Linked DNA regions of Mus musculus: region 2 is linked to region 1. The links are chromatin contacts, called in public promoter capture Hi-C maps. All regions are on one chromosome and are shown on one strand. Each heading gives the region's core, a stretch centred on a gene start, on an enhancer-like site or on the middle of the called end of the contact. The rest is flanking DNA. Distances are from core to core; before and after follow the strand shown.

Region 1 (6,389 bases), core at 1,961-4,460:
CCACCTTCAGAGTAAATCAGCCCACAAATACAAGACTCCTGGGATCCCTCTACTTCCCTCGGTGGGGCTTCTGAAAAATCAAGAGATTGATGTTGAAATATAAACCTGATAGGTGTAGAGGCTTCAATGTGTTGGTTGGCATCCCTAAAACTAAGACAGTGTGTAACAGACCAGGTGCCCAGTGAGTACTCACTGAATGACTGAAGACGAAGGATGAGAAAGAACCACTGTTCTTACATGGCAACAGTGGATCTGGTTCTGAGGCCAAGTCCCTAGGGACGTTTAATGTGGTAAGTTCATACACATTAGCTGAATATTAAAATGTGGTTGAATCTAAAAAAAATGATACAAATGAGATGAATCATTTGCATATTGAAATTAAAATATTAATATTTTAATATTAATCTCTAGAGATTAATTTAATCTCTAAAGCAGAATTTAAATGTGACGATAGGTGAATATAAGCTTTAATGTTTTTGAAAAATGAAAATACGCTCCTTTTATTTCAGCCTCCACTGGTTTATTGGTTAATCAGAGATTCAAGTACAGGGCTGAGCTCATTCCCTCAAGCCTGTGGAAATGATCAGTCTAGTGATAAGATTTGTAATCCCAGCAATGGGGGCAAGGGGGACAAGGATCCTTATCCCTGAGGATCACGGACTAGTCATTCTATCCCAATTTGTGAGCTCCAGGAGATGAGAGACCCAGTCTCAAAGTACATGGAGGGAAAGAGGAGAACATGATCAGGTATTGGGGTGGGGTGGGGGTGACACTGGACTGAAGCCCCGAGGGCCAGCAGAAAGAATAGAAACAGTCAACCTATGGCGGTAGTAGGTGGGGGGACCCTCTAGAATGTATTAGAAACCTGGGACATGAGAGACTCTCAGGACTCAAAGGTAGGGGCCTTAGATGAAATGCCCTACAGTGGGGAGAGGGAGCTTATAGAGTCCACCTCCAGCAGAAAGACAGGACATCAAGTGAAGGGATGGGGTTGCCATCCTACAGTCAAAAACTCTGACCCAAAATTGTTCCTGTCTGAAAAAAAAACCTGCAGAGTCAAAAATGGAGGAGAGCCTAAGATAAAGAAGGTCCAGTGACTGGCCCAAATTGGCATCCAGCTCAAGGGGAGGCCTCAAGGCCTGACACTATTACTGATATTATGGAGTGTTTACAAACAGGAACCTATCATGACTGCCCTCCGAAAGGCCCAACAAGCAGCAGCTGAAAGACTCAGATGCAGATATTTACACCTAACCAATGGACAGAGGCTGGTGACCCCTGTGGTTGAATTAGGGAAAAGCTGGGAGAAGCTGAGCAGGAGGGCAACCCAATAGGAAGAGCAGTAGTCTCAACTAACCTGGACTCCGGAGATCGCTCAGACACTGAGCCACCAACCAGGCAGCATACACCAGCTGGTATGAGGCCCCCAACACACATACAGCAGAGGACTGATGGGTCTGGGTTCAGTCAGAGAAGATGCACCTAACCCTCAAGAGACTTCAGGTTTCAAGGAGTGGGGAAGGTCTTGAGGGGTGGGGGGTGGGGAACATCCTCTTGGAGCCGGGGTTTTGGGGGGAGGAGGAGGTATGGGATGTGGAACAGTTAGAAGGCAGACCAGGAGGGGGATTAAAGAATTAAAAAAAAAAATGTTTTAAAGAAATTCTCTTTAATACAAGATAGTGCATGTTAGCAGTTTAGCCACTAGAGGGGAGTGTCGTTTCAAATGAACTAAGTCAACTCTTGGCAGCTAGCAAAAGAACCAACAGGAAAACAACCAGGAGAATCTAAAAGTTACTTATTTGCAGGGTGAACAGCTAAAATGTAGGTAACTCTGGCTGGGAAAAAAAAAATGCTTCAAGAAGAGAAGGGTTTCTGAAACTTTGTTAAGAGCTGTCAACAAAGGAATACACATGGCTCCAGCTGCATATGTAGCAGAGGATGGTCTTGTCATGGTATCAAGTGGAAGGAGAGGTCCTTGGTCCTATGAAGGTTGGATAGATGCCCCAGTGTAGGGGAATCAAAGGTGGGGAGGTGGGAGTGGGTGGGTGGGTGGAGGAACACCCTCTTAGAAGCAGGGGGAGAGATGTGATAGGGTGTTACAGGGAGGGGCGGGAAAGGGGATAACATGAAATGTAAATGAAAATATCCAATAAGAGAGAGAGAGAGGGAGAGAGAGAGAGAGGGAGAGAGAGAGAGAGATTGATTAACTATCTTTGCCAATACATGTTCTTATGGTCGACCTTCTCAGTAAGCATTAGGCAGGGGGAAGTGACCTAATGAATAGAATGCTAACCACTCAAAGGAAGACCTGAATTGGGATTCCCAACACCTGAGTAAAAGTAGCCTGGCTGTTGGGCTTGGGTGTGTGAGGCCATACCAGGCCGGGAGTCACAGTGGAAGACACTCCATGTTGAAGTCTGACCTCAATGTAAATACGAAAGGACTCTCTCTCTCTCTCTCTCTCTCTCTCTCTCTCTCTCTCTCTCTCTCTCTCTCTCTCTCTCTCTCACACACACACACACACACACACAGCGGGGTGGGAAATAGGGGGATGATAATGTAAACAAGTTAGTTATTAATAAATATAAAATTTTTGATCTAACTAAAGGGTGGCATATTTTCTTTGATGTATGAATTCCAGAATACTCTTAAAATTTAAATGTATCATTATACTGAAATGTCACTCAGTGAAAATGTGAATTTGCTATGTACTTTCACCTGTGTGCTTACTTGGTTTTGGATTTTTAAACTGACATTATCCTAGAAAAGTATTTTACCAATATGAGTTTGGAATTAGTCCAAAGTAAAATAAGGCAATAGTTTCAGGAAGACTTAAAACACAAACTCATCCCTATTCTTTCCCAGATGTGAGTATCATATGTATATACATATGATATTGATACATATACATATATATATTTATATATATATATTAAATAAAACAAATTCAATGACAGTCAAACATGAGGAGAAATCAGCATTGCGATTCACGCAGCTACTAACATGTCAGATTTCGTCTTTTCTCCAGTGTCACGTAACCCAAAGGCTGATGAGCACTTTACAGAGTCCCAGAGCTGGAGAGGCAGACCTAGGGGGCGCGGCGCCAGGTGATCCCAGCCCACACCGCCCTTCGCCTGCCTACTCGCAGCACCGCCCCTCGAGCTCCAAGGCGCGGGAGGAGCCTCGCGCGGCGTCGGGCGGCGCCTGTCCAGTCCCCGCAGCCTAGCGCGGGAGGCGGCGGGCGATGGAGAGCAGAGCCTGGGCTCCGGCTGTCCCCCAGTGCACTCTGCTGCTATCCCGCAGCTGAGCCGGGAGGCTCCGGCCCCGTGCGCCCTACCGTGGCCCCGCCACTATGGCTAGCATGTGGGCGCCGGAGCACTCTGCTGAAGCGCACAGCAACCTGTCAAGTACTACCGACGACTGCGGCTCCGTGTCCGTGGCCTTTCCCATCACCATGATGGTCACTGGCTTCGTGGGCAACGCGCTGGCCATGCTGCTCGTGTCGCGCAGCTACCGGCGCCGCGAGAGCAAGCGCAAGAAGTCTTTCCTGCTGTGCATTGGCTGGCTGGCGCTCACCGACTTAGTGGGGCAGCTCCTGACCAGCCCGGTGGTCATCCTCGTGTACCTGTCACAGCGACGCTGGGAGCAGCTCGACCCATCGGGGCGTCTGTGCACCTTCTTCGGGCTAACCATGACAGTGTTCGGGCTATCCTCGCTCCTGGTGGCCAGCGCCATGGCCGTGGAGCGCGCCCTGGCCATCCGTGCGCCGCACTGGTATGCCAGCCACATGAAGACTCGCGCCACGCGCGCGGTACTGCTGGGCGTGTGGCTGTCTGTGCTCGCCTTCGCGCTGCTGCCGGTGCTGGGCGTGGGCCGCTACAGCGTGCAGTGGCCGGGCACGTGGTGCTTCATCAGCACCGGGCCGGCGGGCAACGAGACAGACCCTGCGCGCGAGCCGGGCAGCGTGGCCTTTGCCTCCGCCTTCGCCTGCTTGGGCTTGCTGGCTCTGGTGGTGACCTTTGCCTGCAACCTGGCGACCATCAAAGCCCTGGTGTCCCGCTGTCGGGCCAAAGCCGCCGTCTCGCAGTCCAGCGCCCAGTGGGGCAGAATCACCACGGAGACGGCCATCCAGCTCATGGGGATCATGTGTGTGCTGTCCGTCTGTTGGTCGCCGCTATTGGTAAGTAGTTGGTAGAGTGGGGGCGTTTGTAGGGAGCCGTAAATGTAGGGAAACTTTCTGAAAGTGACTAGCACCCAGAATTCCTGCCGCTCATGCGGCCCCGGGTTGCAGCCTCCAGCCAAGAGCCTAAGCCGCTTGCGGAGCTTACAAGAGCTAGTCAAGTCGGTCCAGACTTGCCAGGCGCTTGTGAAGATGCAAACAGCCTAGGCACAGAGGTGGGTAGACGCTGCTCAAGCCAGTGCAGACTGATGTTTGCCCCTTGCGTTATAAGAGGAGGTATGATGACAACTCTAGCTCAACCTGCTAATCCCGCTGCGATGTTTGGGCACCTGGGAGCCAGGCAGGTCCTATGGCTTCAGCCGCACAGCAACTAACCTTCTTGGCAAACTGTCTTTCTGTTGCCAGCACTAAAGGTTCTCAGGTAGCTACTGTCTGCAGGGAGGGTCAGGAAGGCACAGATGCCGCAGCCCCCTAAGAAGCCGGGTACTGTGTACACCAAAGTGGAGGACTCTCCAGTAGCACACACACACACACACGCACTACCCCCCCCAACACACACACACTTGTGCCCCCCCCCCCCATCCTTATAGAGGAGTGAATCGCAGATCTCCGCAATTCCAGAGACAGGAGGTAAGGGTTTCTCGGTCCTTGGCATCGTATCCATCACAGAACTACCCAGAGGAAGCCATGCTTCCGCATGCTCCCTATCCCCAACTCTCACATGGTGTTTTTGAGGGTTTTTTTTTTTTTCCTGTGGCACTTGTAGCTAGAAACTTCTGTGGATAAGTGTGGTTTGCTAATTGGCAAAGAATGGATGCTTACTTTGGGCTCACACAGCCTGGCTTAATGTGCAGAGGAGCATCCCCATGGTGTGGTACAGTTATTGACCATTACATAGCAGACTCGATTCTCTCTCTCTCTCTCTCTCTCTCTCTCTCTCTCTCTCCCTCTCTCTCTCTCTGTCTGTCTTACATCTCTCTCTCCCATTTACATATACAGTTCAGTGAGGTCAGCGACATGTTGATGTGCCACATAAGGTTAATCTCCTTTCAAATGGTTATATGGTTCTTTTCTTTACCCACCCTCCCTGAGTATGTATGACAAGCCTTAGAGATCCCTGCGGTAACTGGCCTGGAGTTGTACAGACAGGACAGTGCTGCTGGGACCTAACTGCTCACAAGTGACTGAGTAGTCACTGTTCTCCAGGAGCTGGAGCACAGGCTGATGTCATCACCATGTTTATCAGAACCAGCACCAATTTTAGACATTTACTGCTGTGGTTGAGGAATGGGGTGTAGGTGGCCAAGCAGAGGGAAATGAAGCTCCCAGAGTAAACACTTCACTGAACCAGCATGGCTTTAGAGGCAAACAGTGTCCCAACATAGCACAACTGTCAGGAGTCCTGCCCTAGGATCCAGAGCATAGAGAGATGCCTGTAAAACACAAGAATGGGGTGACTGCACGTTTGGATGATCCCAACTGGTTGCATTTTAGCTAACACTTTATACAATAATTTCTCAATAAAACAGTTAAAATGAATTCAACATGAGGTTGTATCAGAAGAGAAATTTTGTTTCAAAATTGGCATTTTTGTTTATTTCTGCATGTGTGTATATGTGATCGAGAAAGAGAACGCACACGTGGAGGTGTGCACATGTGCTGTTGATGACCTCCGCATGTGGGGCCTAGAGGCTGGGGTTAAGTGTCTTCTTTGATCATGTTTCACCTTATGTATGAGGCAAGTTCTCTCATTGAAACCCAGAGCTTGAGCAGGGCGTGGTGGCGCATGCCTTTAATCCCAGCACTCGAGAGACAGAGGCAGGCGGATTTCTGAGTTCAAGGCCAGCCTGGTCTACAAAGTGAGTTCCAGGCCAGCCTGGGATACACAGAGAAACCCTGTCTCAAAAAACAAACAAACAAAACAAACAAACAAACAAGAAACCCAGAGCTCTCTTACTGTGTTGGTTAAGCTGGCTGGCTTGCTGCAGGAATCTCCTCTGCTTCCCATTCCTTCTGATTACAGAGTTACTGAGGCCACTGCACTTACACAACACTTTATCTAGGAGCAAGTGATCCAAACTCCGGTCCTCATAGTGTGACAAGTGCTTTACCAACAGAGCCTTCTTCACAGTTTGGGAATAGGCACATTTTTAAAAATGGTTGCAATTTCTTTGGTGTACCATCAAAGCACATATCAGCATATTGTCAT
Region 2 (6,389 bases), core at 1,027-3,526, 2.3 Mb after region 1:
CTCATGGAGAAACTCCTATCACAAAACCCACTCTATGAGAAAAGAATAACACATTTACTCAAAGCTTTCCATTATATATGCAAAGAAACCTATTCAAGACCAATGATACATGGAAGGTAACTGTAATGGTTTGAATGAGATTGCCTCCATAGGCTTATGTATCTAAACACTTGTTTCTCAATTGGTAGAACCTTTTGTTCTGTTTTGTGTTGTTTTGTTTTGTTTTGGGAAGGAGGAAGAAATGTGGTCTTATCAGAGAAGAGTTTTCACCAGGGGTAGAATTTGAAGTTTCAAACGGCTCAGGGATTCCCTGTTATCTTTCCCTCTCCCTCCTACTTGGGAATCAACTGTTCCTTTGCCATACCTTTACTCTAAAATCATGAACTCTCACTCACTGGCACTGTAAGTCCATATAAACTCTTTATTCTAGAAATTGTCAAGGTCATGATGTGTTATCATGGATATAGAAAAGTAACTAAGACTCTATCTGATTTTATGCTTAGGCTTGATGAAGCAGGGACGGTGATATAAAAAGATGATTCTTAAAGGGCCATGAGCCAATTGAAATGAACACTTCAGTTTTAGCAATCCCATTATCCAGTTTCCAGCAGGATCCCTATGGAATAAGGATATCAATTTCTTCCTCCCTTCCCTCCTTTTTCCTTTTCCTTCCTTCTTTTTCTCTCCTCCTCCTCCTCCTCCTCCCTCTTTCTTCTTCTTCCTCTCTCTCTCTCTCTCTCTCTCTCTCACACACACACACACAGCAATTACAATTTGGAAAATCATTATACAGTGAATCACAACTACCCTGTAGTTCCTTCAGAATACTCTTGAAGTTTTGATATAATCTCTAGTGCTCAGGAAGGAAAAGAAAACACATTAAGATTGTAAGCAAATGTTGGACAAGTAACTGAAGGAAGAAGAGGACAGTAAATAGTTCCTCCACAGGAAGATGACAAGAAGCAAGAAATCAGGTATGCTGGTGGCTTTGGAAACCTGTACTGGGAGGCCAGGAGGTACCTTTATAAAGCTAATGTGTGATTTGAGTTGCATTGGCTAAATAGACAGTTTATGAAACATGGAAAAACCAGGCCCTGGAGTTTGGGTCAGCCTTATCAAGAAATCTCTTAAGATCACCACTTTTCCTTGGATGTAGTGTATCAATATAAGTAAATCTCTCAAAGAGCTAACATTCTCTTTCCTCCTCTGCCTTCCATGGGGTTTGAATCTAGGACCTCAGATCAAGTTAAACAAGAGGCCCAGATCACTTTTTAGTTTTTGTTTTGAGATAGGGTCTCTAAAATTATCCAGGTTGGTCGTAAATTACTAATCCTCCTGACTCAGCCTCCTAGTAGCTGTGACCACCCACCTGAAACTCTAACTGGTACTATTTAACATGTATACTACCTACCCAACTAAAGTCCTTTAGGCTTTTTAAATGCAAGCTGTGGGCTTGCTTAAACATTCACTCATTTATTCATTCCACCAAAGTTCATGCAGGGTCTCCTAGTGTGAGAATTTTGTTAGGCACTGAGGGGTGGGGGCAGATACAAAGAGAATTGAACTTGGTCCCAGTCTCCCAGAAATTTACAGCTTAGTAATGGAAACAAATGTGCATTCATAAGACCTTATAGAAGGTGAAAATGTGAGAGCATGATTGGAGGGGATCGACCCTTGGAACATAAAGGTGGTGTAAAAAACCAAAACAAGAATTTTAAAACAAGTCGAGTTTTCAATGAACTTTAAAGCGTTTAGGTAATAGTCAACACCAAGACTGGCAGTCCAGGGTAGAGTAAGGAACAGACGTTTGATTTGTCTGGATAATAAGGCTCTTGAAGGGCCGTGTAATGAGGAATTTAGCGGGTTATAATTCCAGGATAGGGCAAGGCAGAAGGTACCAGAACAGAGACCTTATTTCTTCTCTTTATACTTTGACTTAACTTCATTAGACTCCTTTTTAAAATTCACCTCTTTCCTAGCGTTCAAATGGCTGGTGGTGGGGTGGGTTCAACATGTAAGTTAAGGGTTTGCAAAGAGGCCCATGAGTAACTTAAATCCCATACTTTGGGAACCCGAAAAGGAAACATGGTAGAGACTGCGTATGCCAAGCCCATTTAACAACACCAGCCACCCGACCCCCCTCAAGATGTTAGCTGTTGCCGGGGCAAGCTGCAGGCCAGACCTGAGGGCGGGTAGCCAGAGCTGGCGGGAGCTGAGATCCCTGAACTGGCGGGCCAGGGTTGAGGAAGAGAGGGAGGGAGGGAGGGAGGAAGCGCGAGAGGGAGGGAGGAAGAAAGAGAGGGAGGCGTGTCATGTGATCCGCTTCCCTGCTTCTTTAAGCGTCCACTGGCTGCCGGGCGGCCGCAGTCTCAGCTCTGGGCATCTGGGGAGCCCAAGCGGCTTCGCCCAGGCATCCGCGCGGGCGCCTGCGGTCTGTCCCACCTCCTCTGCTAACGCACCCTTGAAGTTTTGCAGCACCAGGAAAAGAGGGCAAGGAAGAAGGAGAGGGGAAGCGAAAGCATACCCTAAAACATTTACTTAAAGGAGAAAAGAAAGGGGGTCGCAGAAATGGCTGGGGCAATTATAGAAAACATGAGTACCAAGAAGCTCTGCATTGTTGGAGGGATTCTTCTGGTTTTCCAAATCGTTGCCTTTCTGGTGGGAGGCTTGATCGGTAAGTGTGAGAGCTGCAAACTTTCCCCTTTCCCTTTCTTCGGCCCTTCCCTCTTTTGCCTCTTGGGCTACTTGTTACAGTATCGCTGCCTTGCCTCTATGATCTAATTAGTCCGGCTATTGTGCTTAAGAAAGCAGAGCTCCATGGGGCTCCATGGGGCACAATCCAGTCTAGTGGCAAAGAGAAAAGGAGGGGAAAAGTTTTGGCCTAGTTTCAGTATCCACTTGAAAGGCAGGAGGGGGTGGGGGTGGATCTTAAGCATGGCGACGGATCGCGAGGAAGTGCTGGGTCGCAAAGTTGATTGCTCCCCGTGCTCTTTCCCTCGCCCGCCCCCCTTTCCCTCTCGGTTCCCTTCCAATCAGCACCGGGAGGGCAACGTAATCGACTTTATTAGGAATAACAGGGGAGTCGGGAGCTAAGCCCTGTGCCAGCCGCGAGCTGTTACTGGCTGTGGCTTGTGTAAATGCATTAGGTTGTCTCGGCGAGGGACTAGAGCTGGTTTTAGGGTCTCAACCTTTAAGCCCTTGGCTTCCATGCCGCCACCCCACCCATCTCTGGCGGTGGACTTGTTTGAACTGAGGACTCATAGAGTGGTTTGGGAGAGTCCTGGCCCTCTCAGCACGAACTTGGAGAGGGCGTAGGAGAAAGCCTGTCTGAAAGGTGTTGCTTTTGCCTCTTGTCCCCTCTGCCATCTCCCCTCCCCCTCTGCTTTGAGCCCCAAGATCCAGTGAGTCTGAAGCCTGAGGTCCTCCCCTGGCGCCAGGAGGATGTTTCCTGCTCCCTCCTGGGCTGCCCTCAGGTGACAGCTCCCAGGCGCCAGGGAGACTTTCTCAGTGCGCACCAAAAAAAAAAAAAAAAAAAAAGGCTTCGAACGTAACTGACCTTCTGCCTTAGGATCCACTCGGAAAACTCAACTTACTCCTACTGTCTTTTCCACCTCATGTCCCTTTCTCCTCAAGGTTCCGGACATCCTTGGACAAACTTCAGTGCCAACTTCGGAGCGGGCGCTGCTGGGCAGCTTAGCTTCCTTGGGGCTGGCTGTTGCTCTTGGCTGGGTGGAAGAGCTCAAGCAGGGGTCTGTGCTTCTTGAGGGAGTCCCTGGGCAGCGCAGGAGCTCCCTTGAGGGGGTGAGAGTAGTGGGTACGGTGTTTTTCCTATAGACTAGGGTGTGTTGGGTTAGCATTCCAGAGTGTCTGGTAATGGCAATCTTTGTAACACCAGGCTAAGTGTTTTAAACAAAGGAGAGGAGAAGCTTCAAGAAGGGAGTTCTGAGGAGGTCGAGTACACATTTCTAAGCCTCTGTCCTCCATATGGGCAAAGCACACAGAAACACACACACACACACACACACACACACACACACACACACACACACACACACAGCTTTTGTTTCGTTACGCCATGTACAATCTCTTTTTCTCTGAATTGGATTTTCCAGGCTCTTAATACTTCTCTGCTGGGAGCTGTAGGCAGAAGCAGTCTCAGTGATTACACCGCGGTTACAATTACACCTCTTGTTTCCCTTGATGAGCAGTTGCAGTTGGATGCTATTGGATCTTGTGTGATTTCAGTGGCAGACCATCATAAAATTTCTTGCACCTTGTGCTTTCAGGATTAAATTGGCCTATTATCCTTGCCTGACCTTCTCCTTTGAGGTTTTTTGCACACAGTAAACCATTACAGTTTCCTGTAGCTGCACCCCACCCCACCCCACGAAGCTGATGTGGGCCCACATACCTCTTGGTTCCTGTAGTAGGTTCCCTATAGCACTTCTGGAACTAGCATGTTTTCTGGAACCTCACCATTACAGTGGAGATCCCAAAGACCCCCTGCAAGTGTTTGCTGGACATTAGAATTACCAGTTAGAGCAGTTGTTTGCTCAAATTAGGGTTGTTTGAAGTAGGAAGTAAGTAGTGCTAAGGTTGTTCCCAACCCACCCCATCTAAGGTAGAACTTGGTTAATGAAGCTGCAGGCCCTGCCTAAATAGATTTTCCTAACTTAATACACTACGTTAGTTCTAACTTTTCTTAGAAAAGAAACATAACATTTCTTGGAGGAAGTTTTTATATAACTTTACTTTGTATCACTGTTTTACCTTCCTTCTCTCCCAGCTGCAGTAATTGTTCTCAGTTCTGGTACTGAGACTTAACAGATTATATGTAGCCTACACTAAATAGTGTTTTAGTTTTTACTTCTTTCACTTGCAGAGTAGCATTTTTTTTTAATCTTAAATACATTAAGGTAACCTAGGCTCTCTTATGACCTAAATACAGGAAATGGATATTAACAAGAGGTACATGCTATTTTTTCCACTCAGCTTCTCTAAATTGAAAGTAGATGAAGCTGTTCAGAGTGGACTAGTACAAGCAGTTCTTGAAATTACAGGAGCTAGAGCAGAGCTCTACTATTCAATCCCACTGCTACTTATGGGGTCAGGCATACTGATGATAAAGTAGTCTTCCTAAGGTTCCTTCTGAACTGTAGCCACTCTGATACTTTTGGATCCATGCCCCTCCGAGAAACTCAGGGGAGAAAAATACTATGGGAAAGCTCCTCATTGGAAATACATGACATAAACAAAAACAAAAGTACTCATGCCCTAAACAGCCATAGCAAATCATGAATCTCAAAGTGGCCAGGCAAGTCACTTAACCAATAGACTTATCTCCTTACTGGTAGATAAATGAGTTTAAAAACTCTTTCACCTCTGATTGTATAACTCTTTTAGTATTCAGAATTTTATATGACATTTGGATTAATATTCAGTTGTAGCCTCATAAAATCAAGGGGAAATTTTTAAAAGAAGCCATAAAAGCAAATAGAAGGGATTTGGCTAGGTTTATTTCAAATCCCCTGTATCCTAAAGGCTTTCTTACCTAACTTGTTCATTTGCTTTCTGGCTGGCTTTGTGGGTTTTTTTGGTACTAGTGTCTGTATATATTGTTGGACTTTTGATAACTTCAGTAAGGAATATCATATTTGGTAGAACTTGGTAGATTTATAAATTTATTCATTTATGGTTTTGTTAAATATTTGAGACACTATAAATTAGATATCTTTTTTATGCATTCAGTAAACTTCCTAAGTGGCTAGCTTTTTAGATGTATTTAATATTTAAGAACTTCAAAAAGGAAAACAAAATGTTTTGAAAGGTACAGCTTAATCTTACTTTCCTGAAAACCAGACCTGAAAAATACTAAGATAATTTTTCTTTGTTTTCATGCTTGATGAACTTAGTTCACGGAAAACCAGCTGTTGGGTAGTAGAAGGAGTGAAAAGAGACCATGTGACGAAACAAGAGTACAGCCCACTAAAAATCACGAACTGGGTTATCTGGCACATCATGCGTATAGACTCACCTCAGATTAATCATTTCTGGTGCTATGATGTTTGAAGAATCATGTTGCTGTTTCACCTAATTCTAAAATTATGAATAGAGCAGAGATCACAACTGGGCAGAATAGATTATGGTTAAATTATTTTAAGCAAATCTACTAATAAGAATATTTCAAACTTAAATTTCAAGTAAAAGTAAACAAATCACCCGTTATAATTTCTTTGGGAAGTTGCATTGTTCTGTCAAAAGTTACATGAGTGTCCTCCTTTTTAAATGCTGAGGATATAATAATGTGTTTAAGACATATATATGTGCATATACAGTTATCACATTTTCTCAAATAGCCCTGTCAAGGATGCAGAACTCTCCATTATTCT

Evidence for each region. Promoter capture Hi-C pulls out the DNA fragments that hold promoters and counts their contacts.
Region 2: a contact with region 1 is called in a promoter capture Hi-C map of frontonasal cranial neural crest. The contact joins the promoter of Wls here to the promoter of Ptger3 in region 1. A contact is called at or near these places in 2 of 39 promoter capture datasets (the 3T3-L1 cell line and frontonasal cranial neural crest).

The regions. Positions count from the first base shown.
Region 1 is chr3:157,563,666-157,570,054 of GRCm38.p6, forward strand. Ptger3 (prostaglandin E receptor 3 (subtype EP3)) reads left to right here and starts at 3,211. Exons shown (of 4, transcript NM_001359745.2): 1 at 3,211-4,180. The coding sequence starts at 3,353.
Region 2 is chr3:159,837,374-159,843,762 of GRCm38.p6, forward strand. It overlaps Wls (wntless WNT ligand secretion mediator), which reads left to right and starts at 2,277. Exons shown (of 12, transcript NM_026582.5): 1 at 2,277-2,674. The coding sequence starts at 2,569.